Regions from separate parts of the Mus musculus genome. Here all the other regions are linked to region 2. The links are chromatin contacts, called in public promoter capture Hi-C maps. All regions are on one chromosome and are shown on one strand. Each heading gives the region's core, a stretch centred on a gene start, on an enhancer-like site or on the middle of the called end of the contact. The rest is flanking DNA. Distances are from core to core; before and after follow the strand shown. Region 1 holds the start of Vps25 (vacuolar protein sorting 25). Region 2 holds the start of Wipf2 (WAS/WASL interacting protein family, member 2). Region 3 holds the start of Stat3 (signal transducer and activator of transcription 3). Region 4 holds the start of Nfe2l1 (nuclear factor, erythroid derived 2,-like 1).

Region 1 (3,273 bases), core at 639-3,138, 2.4 Mb before region 2:
TTAACACTGACTGTTTTTCCAGAGGACCCGGCTTCAATTCCCAGCACCCACATGGTAGCTTACAACTGTCTGTAACTCTAGTTCCAGGGGATCTGACACCTTCATACAGACATATAAGAAGGCAAATACCACAGGACATGTGAAAAACAGTATTTAAAAAACAAAACAAGCTGGGCGTGGTGGCGCATGCCTTTAATCCCAGCAGAGGAGGCAGAGGCAGGCGGATTTCTGAGTTCGAGGCCAGCCTGGTCTACAAAGTGAGCTCCAGGACAGCCAGGGCTATACAGAGAAACCCTGTCTCGAAAAACCAAAAAAAAAAAAAAAAAAAAAAAAAAAAAAAAAACCAAACCAAACCAAACCAAACAAAACCAGGGGGCCTGAAGAGATGGCTCAGTGGTTAAGAGCATTGACTGCTCTTCCACAGGTCCTGAGTTCAATTCCCAGCAACCACATGGTGGCTCACAACCATCTGTAATGAGATCTGATGCCCTCTTCTGGTGTGTCTTAAGAGAGCAATGGTGTACTCATATACATGAAATAAATAAATATATCTTTAAACAGACAAACAAACCAACAGGTATCTGAGAACTGAACCCACCTTTCTTTCTCAGTTCTTCTAATACAATCTGAATTGACTCCACAGGAAGTTTCCCTGGCTTAAGGTTAAGGGAATGGCCTACATGTAAATTAGGTTAAATAAAACATTTTCGGAGTTCGGCCCACGATAAAGAATGATCTAGCCCCCTCCTTTCCCTGCCATACATACATGCAATTTTTGAAGAAGATATGTTTGCATTTCCTCAATATTCTGGAAAAGGAGGTAAAAAGAAACTTCCAGTTAGAAGGAAGAACTAGCAAAGTGTGTTACAGGCCTGTAATACCAGCTCTTATGGGATGGACACAGGAGAATCACCAGTCCAAGGCTGGGCTGGGCTATAGAGATCAGGTCTCAAATAAAAGGCAAGAGTTTTAGAAAATAAAGGGTGTTACCCTTTACTTCATTCTCTGTGCCTTTTTCTCCACAAATTTTACCTATGAATCAGAGAGCAAAAATAAATGACCCTCACTTCCTGGGAGAGGTGGGGCAAGTCAAAAAAATTATTAAAGATGGTTTGGGATTTGAGGCTCACAGAGAGGAGATTCAAATAGTTTTAAAGGGTCCAGTGTGTAAAGCTTGGGACTTAAAGACCCCAGCACTCATTAACTAGGGTAAAGGGAGCTTGCACTGCCTGCAAAAGTGCATATAAAATGATTATCTGCCATTTAGTTTTGCTGTTTCCCAAGTCCAGGTTGAATAGAAGCCTGCCTACTGTGGGTAAAGGGAGGTGGGGAGATGCAGTCTGGGCATGTAGAAAAGTGTGGGAGTGCGTGTGTGTGGGGGCTGGGGGTGGGCTATGGAAGAGCCTGAGGGAGGATACGCTGTAGCTTGACGTTGTTGAAAAGCGGGCTCTCCTGGGCTTCCATCACCGTCATGCTGGACTGTTTGTGCAGGCGGCAGAAGGACAGAACCAGAGAGCACCAGGCGGCCAGCTGCTTCTGCCGGGTGTCCACGTTCGGCTGTAACCTGCCGGGCGAAGGGAGCAGGACGAGGAATTAAAGCGTGGAAGAGGGCGGCAGCAGCACCAGCCTAGCAGCACGTTAGGGGGAGACAGTGACGGGCTGGCTGGACAGGAAGGCGGCCGGCAGCTCCCGTCTCCCCCGGAACCCCAAGTGAATCATCAGGGCTGAGCCCTGGGCCCCGGGGACGGGAGGGAGCTACACTGGGCTTCTCAGGGTCTGAGCCTCACGTAAAGAAGGGCGGGAAGCGGTACTGCCACGGCCACTCGAAACTCATCGCCATCGTAGTAGCCCAGAAAACCCGGAACCGACAAGGGGCTTCCGGTCTCCGCCTCAGCATGTCCGGGCTGACAGCACAGCAGAAAGGTTCCGGACTCCTCTCGGGAGGCGCCGCAGTGGGATGGGAACGGTTCTTGTCACCAATCTGCTGCTGTCTAAAGAAAAACTTCAACATGAAGCGCAGGAGTTCTGGGTCTTGTCGCTTAAACAGAGGGAAACGGGGGCGGGGGGGGGGGGGGGGGACGACGACACGTAGTTTCCCTCTGCAAATTGCGAGGTCAGCCGAACGCAAGTTAGAATCCACATCTGGAGGCTTCACCTTCGTGTCGGTTGCCAATTTAAACTCATGATGCCGAAATTTCCTGCATTCCCACCCAGGTTGACTTCACTCTTAAATTTCCTGTAGGATCATGGGAGCATATTGTGTGGTTTGCATCGCTATACGCGATTTTCAAAGAATCAAAACTTATTGCTTTTTTCAAAGAATCAAAACTAACGTTTAGCTCTTAACCTCTTCCTTTCTAGACCCCAGACTTGGAATCCCTTTGGCTTCATCTGACTCATACCCAGCCTACACTAGTCAGATCTGTCCCTTTGCCTGCCTAAACTACGGGTCAGTTCCCAAACCAGAATTACTGTTTCCATTCTCCCAACAGTACTTCCACTGCTGAGCTGTGGAAAATTGCTGAAGACCAACCAGAACATGTTTACTGAGTCCCGGGCTCGCTGACTAATCTCACTACTGGACTCTCAGGGGAGCCTTGTTGGATCTAGAAATACAAGTTTGGGAGTCTTCTGACCTGACATGCAATATGAACCCATTTAAGGGATAAGAGCACTAAACAAAAGGTGTATTGAAAAGAAGGCTGACCTTGGGCTGCTAGGAGATGCTCACCTTTAAAGAGCGAGAAGAAGCTGGGCTGTTTTCATTGATTCCCTGTTATCCTCATTCAAAATAGTCCGCCTGTGTCTATCTTTCTGTTCCCTGAAGAATTATTGTGAGAATCCCTTAATCTCTCTCTGTCACAATGTTTAATTCATAGCTCCAAAGCTCCTCCCCATTTTTTCTTCCTTTGCCTTTTGAACTCAAAACTGCCATTCTTCCTTTACAAGTAACGTGTTGCCTCAATTTTTCAATTTCTTTCCGGATATCACTATCATCATGCCTCCCTCCCTTTCTGTGTAGCTCACTTTATTTCTATTTAAAAGTAATGTTAGGGCTGGTGAGATGGCTCAGCAGGTAAAGAGCACTGACTGCTCTTCTGAAGGTCCTGAGTTCAAATCCCAGCAGCCACATGGTGGCTCACAATCACTCGTAATGAGATCTGACGCCCTCTTCTGGTGTGTCTGAAGACAGCTACAGTGTACTCATATACATACATAAACAAATAAATCTTAAAAGAAAAAAAAAATGTTAGCTGAGCACACCTTTATCCC
Region 2 (2,946 bases), core at 359-2,858:
TTTTTTAATTAAGATACTAGGATCAGCAGTTAAGAGCACTGTCAGCTCTTCTGAAGGTCCTGAGTTCAATTCCCAGCAACCACATGGTGGCTCACAACCAACTGTAATGAAGTCTGATGCCCTCTTCTGGTGTGTCCGAAGACATCAACAATGTATTCATACAATAAAATAAATAAATCTTTTAAAAAATATATTAAGATAGCTGGGTGGTAGTGGCACACACCTTTAATCCCAGCACTCAGGAGGCAGAGGCAAGTAGATCTCTGCGAGTTCAAGACCAGCCTAGTCTACATAGTGAGCACTAGAACAGCCAGGGCTGTTTCAGAGAGAAACCCTGTCTTGAAAGAAACAAAACAACAAACAAACAAATATAGTTTACGGGGCTGGGCAGTCATAGTGGCCCACGCCTCCCTCTGAGGTAGAGGCCAGCGGATCACTGTGAGTTCCGGGCCAATCTGGTCTACAGACTCTGAGTTCCAGGACAGTGAGGGTTACACAGACAAAGTGTCTCAAAAAAAAAAAAGAAAGAAAGAAAGAAAAGAAAAGAAAGAGAAAGAGAAAAAGAAAGAAGAATTTCAGGGATCAGATGTAGCAGGTGGATCAGGATTTAAAGGCCAGCAGAAGCGGGGACAGAGGTAGATTCCAGTGCACACCAGCTTCCTCCAGCTCCTCGTTTCAATATTATCCTTCCAGAATATGCCTTCCTAATCAGTAACTCGACCGCACACACAGCCTACGTCTAGCGAGCGCCTTCAGATTTTCATCTTCCCTCAATTTCACGCCGCTCCAACAGGGATCCTTCAACTGCAGGTGCTTCCAAGAGCATCTCAGAACATCACTCCGACTCCCTCTCATCCCACACTCTCAACATCTCCCCCAGTGTAAACACGTTCGCTCTCAATCCTCCTCCTCACCCCGATCAATCCCGAAACGTCACACCGATCCTCCTAAACTCGAGAGCATCCTGCCAATAATTACCTTTCCCCAACAGGTCCTCCCTTCCCCATCTCCCCCTCCGCGCACGGCTCCCCTCCTACCTCACCCAGAGTTGCCAGTCTTACTCACCTCACCCAACCCTTCAGGATCTCTAATTTCCTGTCTCTCAAAAAACCTCCCTCCTGCCCATTTGCTCAGTCGGTCCCCGCCGCCCTCCACTCGGATGGCCCACGCCCCCTCTCCAGGGTCTCCAGGCCCCGCCCCCAGGACCCCCTCTCCGCATCAGGCCCCTCCTCCGGTGTCCCTCCCCCCCCCCACCACAGTCCCCCCTTCCCGGCTCTCCCTCCCACTCAGGTCCGCAGGTCACCTCAGCGGCGGGCTCAGCCGCCCCGGCGTCTTTCCCACTCGGCGGGGGGCTGCTCCGGGAGCGAATCCTCCGTCACCTCAGTCCTGGTTTAGTCCTGCTCGTTCGCCCCGCGGCAAGCTCTCTCGCTCTCTCTCGCTCTCTCTCTCTCTCTCTCTCTCTCTCTCTCTCTCTCTCTCTCTCTCTCTCTCTCTCTCTCTCTCTCGCCGCCGCCCCTTTTACCAACCCGGAAATGGATCCGCTCCCACCGTCCCCAGCGTCCGCGAACAAAATGGAGGCGGGGGAAAAGGAGGAGGGAGCCGAGGGCCGAGGGCCGCGGGACGCATGCGCTCAGGGAAGCCTGCCCTCTACCGGCGCACGTGGGGGCGGAGCGCCACCATCTTGAGAAGGTCGCGAGTCCGCAGTTGGAAGTCCCGTTTGCATCTTGGGACTGCAACTGGGGCCGCCTGCGAGGCTTTCAGTAACGAGTGATGCCAGGATTCGGTCCATGAGATGCTTATTTAATTGGTTGGATGCGGCCTGAGCGTCTCGACCTTTAAAATTGCGCAGGTAGAGAACCAGTGAGCTAACTGATGTATCTCAAGTATGTTTTCTTTCGTGTTTATTTTTTTGCGCGCACACACACACACCATAAGCCCTAATATGGTCTAGAGTACCCTTGAAGAGGCCCAACAGACAAGCTCTGGTTGTCATAGCAACAGAGAGGCGAGCTTCTTCTAGCAGGTCATTGGTTAGGTCGTTGTAACCACTTAACTAGTGATCCCCAGCTCGGTAGGCTGAGGCATGGTGTTGTGAACTCCTCTATAGGTGCTTGGATGAGAGAGGGGAGTCCTTGTCGCTTGCTGGTTTCCATTGCTTAACTCTGTTGCCGATGACTAAGGATCTCATCTTCATACACAAAGCTCGCCACCACACCAAGCAACCCCATTGCTACCCTATGTCTCACTGCTTCTCCATCCAGTCAACCCAGTGACCAGGGCTGAACCTCAAGTAAAAGGCCAATATCAGCTAGCACTTAATCCCCACTCACTAACTGTGTGTTCGTGGGTCTCAGCTACCTCATAGTGTTTGTCCTTTCTCACAGTGCTTGAAGGCTCATCAGGTAATGAATGAATGGGAAAGCATGTGATAAGCCATAGCCTGTTATTATTTTTGTTTTCCCTCTGTTCTGCCCCACCCACTAGTGCTAAATGTCACATTGAACATTTGCTTTGGGCCATTCATTGAGCTCTGTACCTGGGGATGGTTCCAGATGTGACTCAAGCAGACAGCTTCTGCCCTCCGGGAGCTCACCATGCTGGTGTATGGTGCTCATGCGGGCTGGCATGTAAACAGACAGCTGACGTCCAAGTCAGTGTGCGATTAGAGTTGTGACATGTGCCGGGATGTCACAGGAGTGATGAATTCCTGCTGAAGAATGAGAAGAGATTTGTAAATGGTTTGAACTAGCCCCTGCAAGATGAGTAGAATTTTGCTGGGCTCTGTAGCTCAGAGGAGGCAGAGGCAGGCAGATCTCTTAGCTGGGGGCCACCCTGGTCTACAGAGCAAGTTCCAGGACAGCCAGGACTGCACAGAGAAATTCTGCCTCAGAACACCAAAACAAACAAAACAAGAAGAAGAAGGGGGCTGGAGAGATGGCTCAGTGG
Region 3 (2,908 bases), core at 319-2,818, 2.1 Mb before region 2:
TGAACTGTGTATATTAGCTGTGTTTTAAAATATACCATTGGGGGATTATCTTTGTGGAGAGGTAACAGCCCCTTGTAGATTTTAGATTTTTATCTTTATCTCTCTTTGTGCTAATCACCAGCAATACAAACACCAATAGGTGTACTTGTAAGTCCCTACCATCACATATACATACAAATCACTGCAGTACGCAGAGTTCATTCTCTATGACAGAAAGCCAAGCATATACACGTACCATGAACTGCTGATTCCAACTCAGTAAAATCTGTACTCCCAACATACAAGACGTGAAATAGGTCAGATAATTTCAAGAGCGTCAAGACCCCCCCCAAAAGACTAAATGGATGTTACTCCTAACTCCTGCCACTCTAGTTAAGCAGTAGTGGGAAAGTGTGGAAGAACTGGTTTGTCTCAATTGGACATTTAAGTTTAATGGTGAAAGACTAGTTAATGTTAACAATGAATCCTAAAATCATCAGAATATTTTATGGGCTTTCTCTCTGTGTGTGTTAGCTTCAGTTCTTAAAATTAAGTGCCTAATTAAAAGTGATTTAATTTTGTCTGCACGTTTTTCTGCACAAGGTGTGTGTCTTTGCTGCGGGCAGAGGCCTGAGGAGGGCTTCAGATCCCCCCCCCCCCCCCAGACCCCAGAGTGGAGTTACAAATGGCTAAGAGCCATCTTGTGGGATGCTGGAACTTGAACTTGAATTTTTACCAGGATCAGCCTGGCAGTCCCCTTAACTTAGGCATCCCTCTAGCTCCTAAAATAAGTACCTTTTAATGGAAACAAGTTGGTCAAAACTATCTTTCAGAATTTCAAGACCCAGTATAACAGTTTAAAAAAAAAAGAACTCAGACACACGTGGAAATGGCAAGTACTGTGTATTCGTGTCAGCTGTCATGCATAGGCTCTCTGCATTTCTGTGAGCTGACCAATCAGCCTTGCTGTTGAGATTCAGGTTTGAAATGGTGGAACAGAGAACCGGGTTATAGCCACTATTCTCCCCCACGCAATCTAGTAATTACTCTATTTCCACGTCATATTTCCGGGTGTATGCCCATAATCACGCAGAACTGAAGTTCAGAGCAGCCAGGAGTTGCCCATGTTCTTTTTTGATGTCTCCACAAACCCAAATGCTTAAGTGGGGTGACACCTGGGGACCGCCTAAGTGGCTGATTCCCACGTGGTAAGGAGCTCACAAACTCGCCCCCACGTGGTGCCAAGGGCCGGGAAAAGGGAGAGCGGGCAGAAGCGAGCCGTATCAGGGCATTTAAAGTGTCTTGACGTCACGCACTGCCAGGAACTCAGCTGAGTTTTCAGCAGGACATTCCGCTAATGTCTCCTCCCTCCCCCCGGGCTTTTTTGTAAGCTAGGCCTCTGCGCGTCCCTTGGTCGCGGAGGGAGGAGCACAAAGCTCTCAGAACAGCCAACTCAGGGAGGTGTGCCCAGAGCTCTCGACCCCGCCTTCTCTCCTAGAGGCGTTTTTCATTGGTTAGTGGGCGGGGCTTAGGAAGTACAGCGCTCGCCCGGAGGCCTCAGGGTGGCCTAGCCAGCTGGCCATTCCTTAATTATGCATGGAGGCGTGTCTTGGCCAGTGGCGGCTGGGTGGGGATTGGCTGGAGGGGCTGTAATTCAGCGGTTTCCGGAGCTGCAGTGTAGACAGGGAGGGGGAACCTGGGGTTCCGACGTCGCGGCGGAGGGAACGAGCCCTAACCGGATCGCTGAGGTACAACCCCGCTCGGTGTCGCCTGACCGCGTCGGCTAGGAGAGGCCAGGCGGCCCTCGGGAGCCCAGCAGCTCGCGCCTGGAGTCAGCGCAGGCCGGCCAGTCGGGCCTCAGCCCCGGAGACAGGTGAAGGGGGTGCAGGGTGGGGCCACCTCCCCGACGGCACGGGGGACGGCATGGGGGACCCCACGGTTCGTCAGCTGTGGGGGTGCTTAGAGCTGTGAATGGACACTTACATGGGGCAGGAGGATAGGAGGAGACACACAGGGTCGTCCCGGCGGCACTGACGTCCGGATGACAGGAACCAGCCTGGGAAAGGAAGGGACGCTGTAAGTTTCGAGGGGGAGATGCGGAGAGAGAGTGGGGAGTTCTGGGGGGTGTAGGACCGTGGGGGGGAGGACATTCTAGGCTGAGGGTAACAGAACTGACAGAAGCGGCCCTCCTGTGACTGCTCCCGGAGGCTAGGGACGTTCGGGCCACCAGAGCCACTGCCACTCAGGTGGAGATCATTGGGGTGGAGGCGTTAGAAGGAGCCTCCTTCCTGCCCCTGTGCTGGGCCTGGCCGTTCCTTGCCTAGCCACTTTCTTTGCCTTGCTCCCGTTCCTTCTGTAGTCAGCTGTACCCACTTAGGAGGTGGGAACTGTTGTGTCTCTCCTCCTGCCTCTCCGCCCCTCCCCCTCCCCCTCCCCCCCCCCCCCCAGCCTCTGGGACTGGCTAGATTTTTTTCTTAAGAATCAGATTTCCTATAGAAAATTGACAAACTTGTATCCTTTCTAAATTCTCTCCCATCTCTTTCTGTGTTAAGCTATGATTTCCCCCACCTTGTTAAGAACACTTTTTTTTTTCCCAATTCAAAATAAATCCCTGGCCAAACCAGCTCTAAAGAGCAACAAACCTCTTTCCTCTTTGACATTGTTCTCTCATAAACACCTGGTAAACTCGACGAGACGATAAATAATTGAGCCATTGCATTTACTGGATCGTGGTGTTGCTTAATTGCACAGGCCAGGGTGAGCCAATCAAGAGTGGGAGTTTTCTGTCTCATAGCCAAGCTCTTGTGTAAAAGCAGAAGCTAGGGAAACAAAGACAGGCTGGCCTTGGCTGAGTTCTGTGTGTAAACTTTACCTGTTGGGGGGTGTGTGGCTATAAATTGGTAAGTTGGCAAAATCCAGACTGTTGCTC
Region 4 (2,976 bases), core at 64-2,563, 2.0 Mb after region 2:
AAAAACGATGAAGTAAAAACAGTCTTTGAAAGTGTTAACTAGCTCAAAATAATTTGTTTCCATTTAAAAAGGTATGTGGTAGCTTAATAATTTTTGTAAGAATCAGTTGAATTCTTGGTGCATATTATATCTGTGAAACGTACTTTACATTCTGAGAACCCCTCCATATTGGTGCTAACTCTCCTAGCACAGCGTGAAGTGAACTTATCTGCTGCATTATCAGTTGGCCTTGTCCTTAATTGCACAAGGACAGCGAATAATGAACTGTCAACTAGATTATGGCCTCTTAAAAGGAGACAAGAACTCAGTTGGCATCTCACCTCTGTCCCACAGCTACACAGTACAAACTTCAATACAATGATTTCCTACATGTGGTCTTCGGACCAGCTGTATCAGAATTACTTATAGGGAACGTTATCAGGCCCCTACCACAGGGTCACTGAACAAGAATCTCACAAAGGCTTTGTAATTTGGAATCTAATAAATGATGTTGAGAGCACACTTATATTTGAGTCACAAAAAATGTTTTGGTACTATAGTTGTATGGGGAACTCTGGCAACGATGGAACGTTCCTGAAAAGCAAAAACTAAGCTGTGTGCGAGGTTAGAGGAAGGGGAGGGGCTCTTCCCGGTGTTTCTTTGATGGCAAAAACGAGTTACTATGTCCTATCTATCACACTACCAACATTTCTCTAAGGCCCTCGTCTGCCCCGCAGTTTCCACGACCTGACTGTTGCCTGGGCTACAAGATGCCACCCTTCCTGCCTGACGAACAGGTTACACCAGGCTCTAAGGCAGACAGGGGGTACCGGTTTCCGTTGCCAGGACTCAAGATGGCGACACGAACGTCGCGACCATCAGAGCCACATGCTCCGTACTCCGCCTCGGCCCCCCCCTCGGATCTCACTGGACTTTTACAAGTCACCGTGGGGACCCTCAAGGACGGAATCTCGGGCTCCGGCGTCAATGCTCCATTATCTGCCTTAAAGGACCGCATTCCTAGGCACACAATGAGCTAGAATCACCTAACTTACAACACCGCCCACCTCCAACCCGCAGCGGAGAGGTTCAGAATGCCGGACACTAGGGCCTTCGCCTCACTCATTGGTGGGTCCATACCGGGGGGCGGGCCTGCACACTCATTGGACTTCTCTCCACGTCAGTCTCGGGAGGACTGTGCCGAGTGGGCAGACACAAACTCGACTATTGGGTTTTCTTTGCTGTCAATCAAAGTGACATCCGGTGACGACTCTAGTCCCGGCTATCTGATTGGACCAACTGTTTCTGGGGTGGCCGTGGCGGGCGGGTTTCCGAGTGCAGTGGAAGGAGGGGGCGGGGAGGGAAGCCGAGGCTGGGCGCTCCAGGCCGGCCGGAGGTGGCGGCGACGGCGGCGGTGGCGAGGCCGGGACTTGGGCTGAGGGCCTGCTGTGGCGGCAGCGACAGACTGTGACCTCAGCAGCGGGTACCTGCTCTAATTCCCTTCCCCAACGAGATAGCCGCGGTGCAACAGGGCCGAAAGCTTGTGGGATAAGGGGCGGCGAGATGTGGTTGAGGAGCAGGAGGCGGGACCCGGGAGGCCGAGAGGGGTCTTGATCGGGCTCGGGCCCTGGACACGGCCGGAAAGAAACGCGGGGCCGACCAGAAAGCGTGTTCCTGGGTGGGCTGGACTGAGAAGGGCCGAGGGCATGGGAGGGCGTGGTGAGGCTGGGCTCGCGAGCGGGGTGGGGCCTGGGGAACGGAGGGCGGGGTGAGGCTCGCTTTTAAGGGTGGGTCAAGGCCAGCAAAGTAGCACTTGTCGCTCCGTGTCCCAGAAAGCTTGGAGGCGCGTCGGCGAGAGTGGGCATGGCAGCTTGGTCTCATCCAGACTCGGGTACGGCAGGGTGGGACCGGACTGGGGCCGGAGCGCTCTCTCTTTGGCCTTGTGGGCTTTGAAGAACTTTGTCTGCTCTCTCAAACTTTAAGTGGCTCTTGGGAAGTTTTAGTAGTAAATTGCGCGAGGACGGGCGGGTTTCAAAAGCAGGGATGTTTACTCAACCGAATGAGGGTATTCGTGGGTGTGTGTGTCTCCTACGTGTCGCTCCCACTTCACCTTTAGAGCGAAGTTGATAGTGGGCCACAGTAGAGGAGTTTAGGAATTTAATGGAAGCTCAAAAGTAGAAATCAGAAATGGGAAGGCAAATTTACCTTCTCCCCACTTGGCAAGTGAGATCGAGAACTTGGCCATATCCTTCTGCTTTGGCTCAGAAGGTCATGTGAATAAAGCTAAAACCTGTGAATTCAAATTCCAGGTGGAGCACGGCTCCACAATCTTCCACTGTCCTCCTGTACCCTACCCTGTTCTTTTATTTTGCCATACTGGGGATTGGACCTAGGGCCTCTAACCAGGCACCCGTGATCTGTATCCTTGTCCTGGACATTCTTTTATTTTACTATTGAAACCAGGCTGGTCTTAAACCCCTGATCTTAACGTTTCAACGTTCTGAGTGGCCTGTGCTATTAGGCTGGTCTTTTATTTAAAAAAATAAATTAATTAATTAACGAATGAAAGAATGATAGGAAAGGGGAAATGAGATTTCAAAAGTTGGAATAACAAAAAGGCATATGAAATGGAGGCCTGAACATTTTCATGTATTTTTTCACAGTCTCTCAGTAATAATCTCTGTCTTCTCTTTAGAGTTGGAAAGGACAATGACATGGGAAACCAAATTTTTTTAAGGATAGGAAATGGACTTCTTGTGCTAAAATTAGAAACTGGGTAATGTGTTCTATTAAGAGTGTTGGTAAATGAGACAAAGTGTAAGAAAGTTTTGAATGCCTTGCACGCACAGTCTGCTTCAAATAAGACCTTTTAGGAAGTGTGGCAGATTTAATATTTAGTATTTAGGGTGCTTCTTTCCTTCCTTTTCCTTTCATAGTTGGCACAGCAGGTTTGGCTTGGCTTTTCCGTGTAAAAGTAACCTTTACACGTGTTTCCTA

Evidence for each region. Promoter capture Hi-C pulls out the DNA fragments that hold promoters and counts their contacts.
Region 1: a promoter capture Hi-C map of hippocampal neurons shows a contact between it and region 2, with 4 times the contacts expected there. The contact joins the promoter of Vps25 here to the promoter of Wipf2 in region 2. A contact is called at or near these places in 2 of 39 promoter capture datasets (cranial neural crest and hippocampal neurons).
Region 3: a promoter capture Hi-C map of pre-B cells shows a contact between it and region 2, with 4 times the contacts expected there. The contact joins the promoter of Stat3 here to the promoter of Wipf2 in region 2. A contact is called at or near these places in 2 of 39 promoter capture datasets (embryonic stem cells and pre-B cells).
Region 4: a contact with region 2 is called in a promoter capture Hi-C map of pre-B cells, with 4 times the contacts expected there. The contact joins the promoter of Nfe2l1 here to the promoter of Wipf2 in region 2. A contact is called at or near these places in 2 of 39 promoter capture datasets (liver and pre-B cells).

What each region holds. Positions count from the first base shown.
Region 1 is chr11:101,252,322-101,255,594 of GRCm38.p6, reverse strand. It overlaps Vps25 (vacuolar protein sorting 25), which reads right to left and starts at 1,888. Exons shown (of 6, transcript NM_026776.5): 1 at 1,788-1,888; 2 at 1,419-1,564; 3 at 599-652. The coding sequence starts at 1,840.
Region 2 is chr11:98,862,260-98,865,205 of GRCm38.p6, reverse strand. It overlaps Wipf2 (WAS/WASL interacting protein family, member 2), which reads right to left and starts at 1,608. Exons shown (of 8, transcript NM_197940.2): 1 at 1,304-1,608.
Region 3 is chr11:100,938,200-100,941,107 of GRCm38.p6, reverse strand. It overlaps Stat3 (signal transducer and activator of transcription 3), which reads left to right and starts at 1,568. Exons shown (of 24, transcript NM_213659.3): 1 at 1,568-1,852. Gm46295 (a long non-coding RNA gene) reads right to left here and starts at 2,770. Exons shown (of 2, transcript XR_001780333.2): 1 at 2,622-2,770; 2 at 866-2,035.
Region 4 is chr11:96,828,305-96,831,280 of GRCm38.p6, reverse strand. Nfe2l1 (nuclear factor, erythroid derived 2,-like 1) reads left to right here and starts at 1,313. Exons shown (of 5, transcript NM_008686.3): 1 at 1,313-1,462.